2 separate regions of the Mus musculus genome follow, and region 1 is linked to region 2. Evidence: chromatin contacts called from public HiChIP or PLAC-seq data. All regions are on one chromosome and are shown on one strand. Each heading gives the region's core, a stretch centred on a gene start, on an enhancer-like site or on the middle of the called end of the contact. The rest is flanking DNA. Distances are from core to core; before and after follow the strand shown. Region 1 holds the start of Grpr (gastrin releasing peptide receptor). Region 2 overlaps Ctps2 (cytidine 5'-triphosphate synthase 2).

The links. HiChIP or PLAC-seq counts read pairs in DNA pulled down with a chosen protein or histone mark.
Region 1: a contact with region 2 is called in an H3K27ac HiChIP or PLAC-seq map of the NIH/3T3 cell line, with 7 times the contacts expected there. The contact joins the promoter of Grpr here to the enhancer-like site in region 2. A contact is called at or near these places in 11 of 39 promoter capture datasets (the 3T3-L1 cell line, the C10 cell line, cranial neural crest and 6 more) and 4 of 115 datasets of contacts at active chromatin or transcription factors (the NIH/3T3 cell line, VIP interneurons, astrocytes and 1 more).

Annotation. Positions count from the first base shown.
Region 1 is chrX:163,548,397-163,551,096 of GRCm38.p6, reverse strand. Grpr (gastrin releasing peptide receptor) reads left to right here and starts at 1,361. Exons shown (of 3, transcript NM_008177.3): 1 at 1,361-2,215. The coding sequence starts at 1,800.
Region 2 is chrX:162,990,318-162,993,017 of GRCm38.p6, reverse strand. All of the region lies in intron 14 of Ctps2 (cytidine 5'-triphosphate synthase 2), which reads right to left. Among named protein-coding and RNA genes, the nearest start is that of S100g, 27 kb to the right of the region's middle. Within about 2 kb of position 1,422, at least 37 of the 459 cell types and tissues checked have an H3K27ac peak or open chromatin away from gene starts, as enhancers often do. A contact at or near this core is called in the NIH/3T3 cell line, astrocytes and embryonic fibroblasts, where this site is marked.

The sequences.
Region 1 (2,700 bases), core at 112-2,611, 560 kb before region 2:
ATGTGTGCCCAAGCAATGTGCCAAGGTAATAAATGGGTGGGTCTGTCAGGACTGAAGCTCATGTCCTGTATCAATAAGTTGTACTTCTAGCAACTGATTGACACCACTAGACTCATGTTTATTGGCTCAATCCTGGCAGTGCTGGACTCCACTAAGAAACCCTTCTACCTGCAAGCATGTAGCATCATCAATCTTCTGACTGCTGCCTACAAGGACTCTTTCATGTTACCAAAAGGGCACCACAGTCACCTGGCCATCAAATGCTGCAAAGGTACATGGCAATGCCTTTGGAAGCTTTCTGGGTGGGCCCTGACATGGTATCAAGCAGTTTTCTTTATTTATTATGGGTCCTGAAATATGAGCCTTTCCCTAGCACTGTCTGTTATTAACTAGCTTTCTGACACATATCAAAAAGGACCGGCTCAATAGATACCATAAAGGTATAGCCTTATGATGTACTTGTTAGTGCTAGCAAAAGGTCAAGTCTCATTCTGATAGCATTTTAATAGAGTATTTCTCAGCACTCCTTTGACCATAACTCATTTCTTTCACTAGCTCCCCACCCCCTCTGTCTCTTGTTTCCTGTTTCTTGAGAGAATCTACAACCGTTGTATACTTCGGAGGAAATTGACAGCTTGCCAAAAATGCAAAAAGCTACACCAAAAAGCCAGCTCATATGATTTTTAGATCAAAAGAAAATAATGCGCTTTAAATTTGGTTTGAAAAAGATCATCCATTGATCTATGTGTGCTGAGCCTGCAGCTGGCTCCATAGTCAGAGGCTTGGGAAGTTTTCAAGAAAGAGCACATGTGCACCGTACTTCTGGTTTTCCTGAAGTCTGTTGCTGTAGGTTTAAGGTGTGAGTCCGTGCATGCAGTTCTCCGTAGCAGTCCCTATTCCGAGGGAACTAACTGGGACAGCTCACACACAGACCTAGATGTCCCATTTTAATACATTAGTAAAGATTAGAAACAGGAGGGTCCTGAGTCACATCTGAACTCATGGAGATAGTATCAGAGATATTCCCAGACTTTGCAGCGAACAGCATTTATTAAATGCCTGCTATTAGGTGCTCCCAGCTTAAATGAAAAGGCAAAGGTATCTATCTATTAAGCCACTTAGGAGTTGTGATCTGCTGCCTGATTCTCATTTGAAGAAAGCAGGCAGCTGGGCAGTGATTGAAGCGTCCAGCAGGGGGCTGGCATTCGCTGTCTATACATGGTCCTGGCTCCACTTCAGAGCGGCAGCTCAGGAGAGCTGCCGTTTGCTAGGGAAGCCAGTGACGTCCAAAGCATCCTGCCTATAGGATTGGAGGCTTTCTTGGTGCAGTTTTTTTCTACCCACTTTAAACCTTCAGGTTCTACAAATCAGGGAAGACGGGAAATGCTGTGTGAAAATAGCAATCCAAAAGTTCTTAGTAAACTGCAGCCAGAGAGACTCAGTCTAGGATGGAGGTAGGAAGAGCTGAGACAAAGTGGGCTTAATTCTAAGCTTTTCTTCAGGCTGAGTTTCTGTTGCTTGTTAACTTAGTGAATGTACAGATGTATTGCTTGCTGGTGGTGTGAAGGCTGGGACAGAACCAACATCAACAAACTGAGCTAGAGTTTGGAATACCAGTGTGTGTGTGTGTGTGTGTGTGTGTGTGTGTGTGTGTGTGTGAATTCAGAGTGTTTTAAAGAGAGATCAAGAGGCTCACACAGATCAGCGAGCCTAACTGACAAACCTTCAGCGCCTAACTGAAAAACCCAGAAGTTACAAAGCAGCATCTTGAAGGCGCATTTGAAGAGAGAAGCTTTGAGATGGCTCCAAATAATTGTTCCCACCTGAACTTGGACGTGGACCCTTTCCTGTCCTGCAACGACACCTTCAATCAAAGTCTGAGTCCCCCCAAGATGGACAACTGGTTTCACCCGGGCTTCATCTATGTCATCCCTGCAGTTTATGGGCTTATCATCGTGATAGGTCTTATTGGCAACATCACGCTCATCAAGATCTTCTGCACGGTCAAGTCCATGCGAAACGTGCCAAACCTGTTCATCTCTAGCCTGGCTTTGGGAGACCTGCTGCTGCTGGTGACATGCGCCCCTGTGGATGCCAGCAAGTACCTGGCTGACAGGTGGCTATTTGGCAGAATTGGCTGCAAACTGATCCCCTTTATACAACTTACTTCAGTGGGGGTGTCTGTCTTCACACTTACGGCACTGTCAGCTGACAGGTAAGTACTCATTGGAAGTTATATCCTCTCTTGGGGTGGCGGACCACTCAGTGAATCACATGAGAGAGCTGTCTACCCTAAAGGGAACTTTTACTCAAACTCACAATCCCTTCCAGGCATGGTTTTGTTCTGAAAATTACTTCTGGAGTTTGGCATATTAGTTTAAGAAAAGAAAAATGAGAGAATGGTGGAGACCCGAGGAGACAAATGAGAATTAAATCTCTAAGCCTGAGACTGAGGGGCATTTTTTTTCTGAAGAAAAATCATTGCCTTTCCCTGTCTTCTCCTTCTCTGAAAAATTAATTGAACAGTGAGAAGGACAATCCTACCCTACAGTTTCAACCTCAGGCTAGTGTTTTTTAGAAGCAATTCAGAATCCTTCAGAAAATAGAGAAGTTCCCACTGACCCTCTGTAAAATCTCCTTTGAGAAAGAACAACAACAACAACAAAGGCTCCATTTCTCTGAATTTTGTCTTCCTTGGAC
Region 2 (2,700 bases), core at 173-2,672:
CAATGGAGGTTCAGAGTTGGCTCAGTGGCTTTCTAACAAGTGACCTGGATGACAAAGATTCCGTTCTATGTATAATGGTCATTGGGTCCGAGGGTGTGACAAGAATAACTGAAATGCTGCACATAGTGTCTTCACTCCTGACACTGTACCCAGTCAGGAGCTAAGTAATGATAGCATATGCCTAGAACCCCAGCTCCTTGAAGGTGAAGGCAGGATGGAGAATTCCAGACAAACCTTGGCTACATACTGAAAGACAGCCTCAAAAACCCAACGACTGGGGTGTACCTCAGAAAGAACACTTGTCTCGTACACACAAGGTTCTCTACCTCCAACTCCACAAAGAAAGAAAAGTAAAGTATAGAATCAGGGCCTGCTTCCAGCTTTCTCCTTTCCTTGCGACTTTTGGGCTTTAATGTCATTTCCATTTTTATGAAACAACTCAGTAATTTTCAATATTTAAGTAGCTTCCCTTTCCCTAACTTTATATGTTTGCAGTCATATTTTATGTCAATTTTACTCATCTTTTAAATTCTATTTTATGTGTACTGGTGGTTTGCCTTTAAACGGCAGGCATTTAAGTGCATACCATATGAGTGCCTGAGGCCAATGGATAGCAGAACAACATCTGAGTCCCTGGAACTAGAGTTACAGGTGGTTGTGAGCCACCTTGTGGGTGCTTGGCAATCTAACCCATGTTCTCTGGGAAAGCAGCCAGTGTTCTTAACCACCCAGCCATCTCTCCAGCTTAGTATGACTCGTTTTCAAGGTTCAACCATCACAATTTAAATGTCATCCCTGCTTTTAACCCTACATTGCAGTGCTTTGTTCTCTGTCATAGATTTTGCTTGTTGGGTGCTGAGGCTAGGGTCGTGTGCATGTTAGGCAAGCACTCTACAACCTCACCCCAGCCTCTTTATCTAAGATAAAGAAGGCAGGAGTAGAGGGAAGAAAGAGAACCTGTAAGCCACAAAGGTAATGTGATTCCCTTCTCCTCGAGCCAGTCTCATTCCTACCCCACCCGTGTGCTGAGCTTCACCAGGCTCTCATACGTGATTGGCAAGCACGCCACCAAGGAGCCACACCCCCTAGTGCAGCTGATTCCCATTCTTTATTGTTGTTTTCCTTTGTTCTCAAGACAGGGTCTTAACTGTAGCCGTGGTAGGCCTGAAATTTGTGGTGGTTCTTCTGTGTGTGACTCCTAAGTGCCAACAACACAGTCATGCGCCACCCAGGATCTATTTGTAGTTGTGGGTTTCTTGTTTTCTTGAAACCAGGTCTCAGGCAGCCCAGGCTCAACTCAAACCCACCATGGAGCTGAGAATAACCTCGAAGTCCTGACTTTCTTGCTTCTAACTCCTGAAAGCTGAGATCTCAAGACATGTAGTACCCCCATGGCTGCTTTGGTTGCTGCTGGGGATCACGCCCAGAAACTCATGAATTCCTGGCAAGCACTCAACAAACTGAGCCACCACATTCCTAGCCCCTGACTACCGATCTTTTGAGTTTTGTTTTGTTTTTTTGAATTTATTTCTTGAGACAGAATCTCATTATTTATTTCTGACTAGCTTGGAACTTGCTATGTAGACCAGGCTGGTCTTAAACTCACAGAGCTCCAATACTACCTCTGCCTGCCAAGTGCTGGCATCCAAGGCATGTGCCACCATGCCCAGATGACCCCCGGTCTTACCAACAGGTCACAGATTGAAGTTTGGGGTAATCTGTGACAGGCTCACAGATGAATACAGTAAATGCTACCTGCTGACTATCCCAACAGCCCCACTAGAGCAATACCTTGTATGTGCTAGACAGCAGCCTAGGGACTTCCACATGGAATCCAGCTCGCTCTCAGAAGAACCCTATGAGGCCTTCTTCTTATTCAGTGATTCCAAGGCAGAAGCTGTAGCCACAAGTAAGTACGCGGCTCCAGTGCTGGAGATCTGAGGCACGAGGGGCTTTTGGAAAACAGTGAGTGTCTCAGAGCCACTACCCTAGTCAGGGGTCAGGAAAGAGCCAGTCTGATAAGAAGGGCATGACATCCTACCCTTTAAGGATGAAGGGGGTACTCATGAGCCTCCATATTCACAAGCACACTTCAGCAAAGGGTTTCCCAGCAAACAACAGCAAAAAGCTAGGACGAGAGCCCCCCAAATCCCTCACCTACCTTCCACGCCCAGTAATATGGACCCTGGCAGGGGCTATGGGAAGGCTGGCAGCAGTGTGGTACCCCTTAAGGACCCCACCGTTTTCCTCTTGAACAGGTCTCTGTATGGTTACAAAGTGCTGTGGTATAGACATAAGACTCCTTAGTAAATCACCTCATTAACCCAGGCAAGGGTATTTGTAGTTCTATTTGCTTGTTTGTTTTGAACTTCCTAATAATCTAATCGCATTAGAAAGAGGAGGCAGTTTCGCTGTATCAGGCTTAGACAAGAAAAAAAATAAAACAACAGTCACTTTTCTAGCCCCTAAAATTGTGTTCTCCCACATCCCCGTTTCTTTCAGTTCTCAGACTTAACCACTTCACAGGGCCAGGGCCAGGGCCAGGGCTTCTACCTCAACTCAGTATTCACTCAGTGTCCTCCTAATTGGCCTCCCAGCTCTGTTCTTTCAGGGACAAACCACACCTCCTTCTCTTACAACAAATAGAACCAACCACTCGAGTCAAGCTCTCCTCATTTGTTTGGTTGGTTGGTTAGTTGG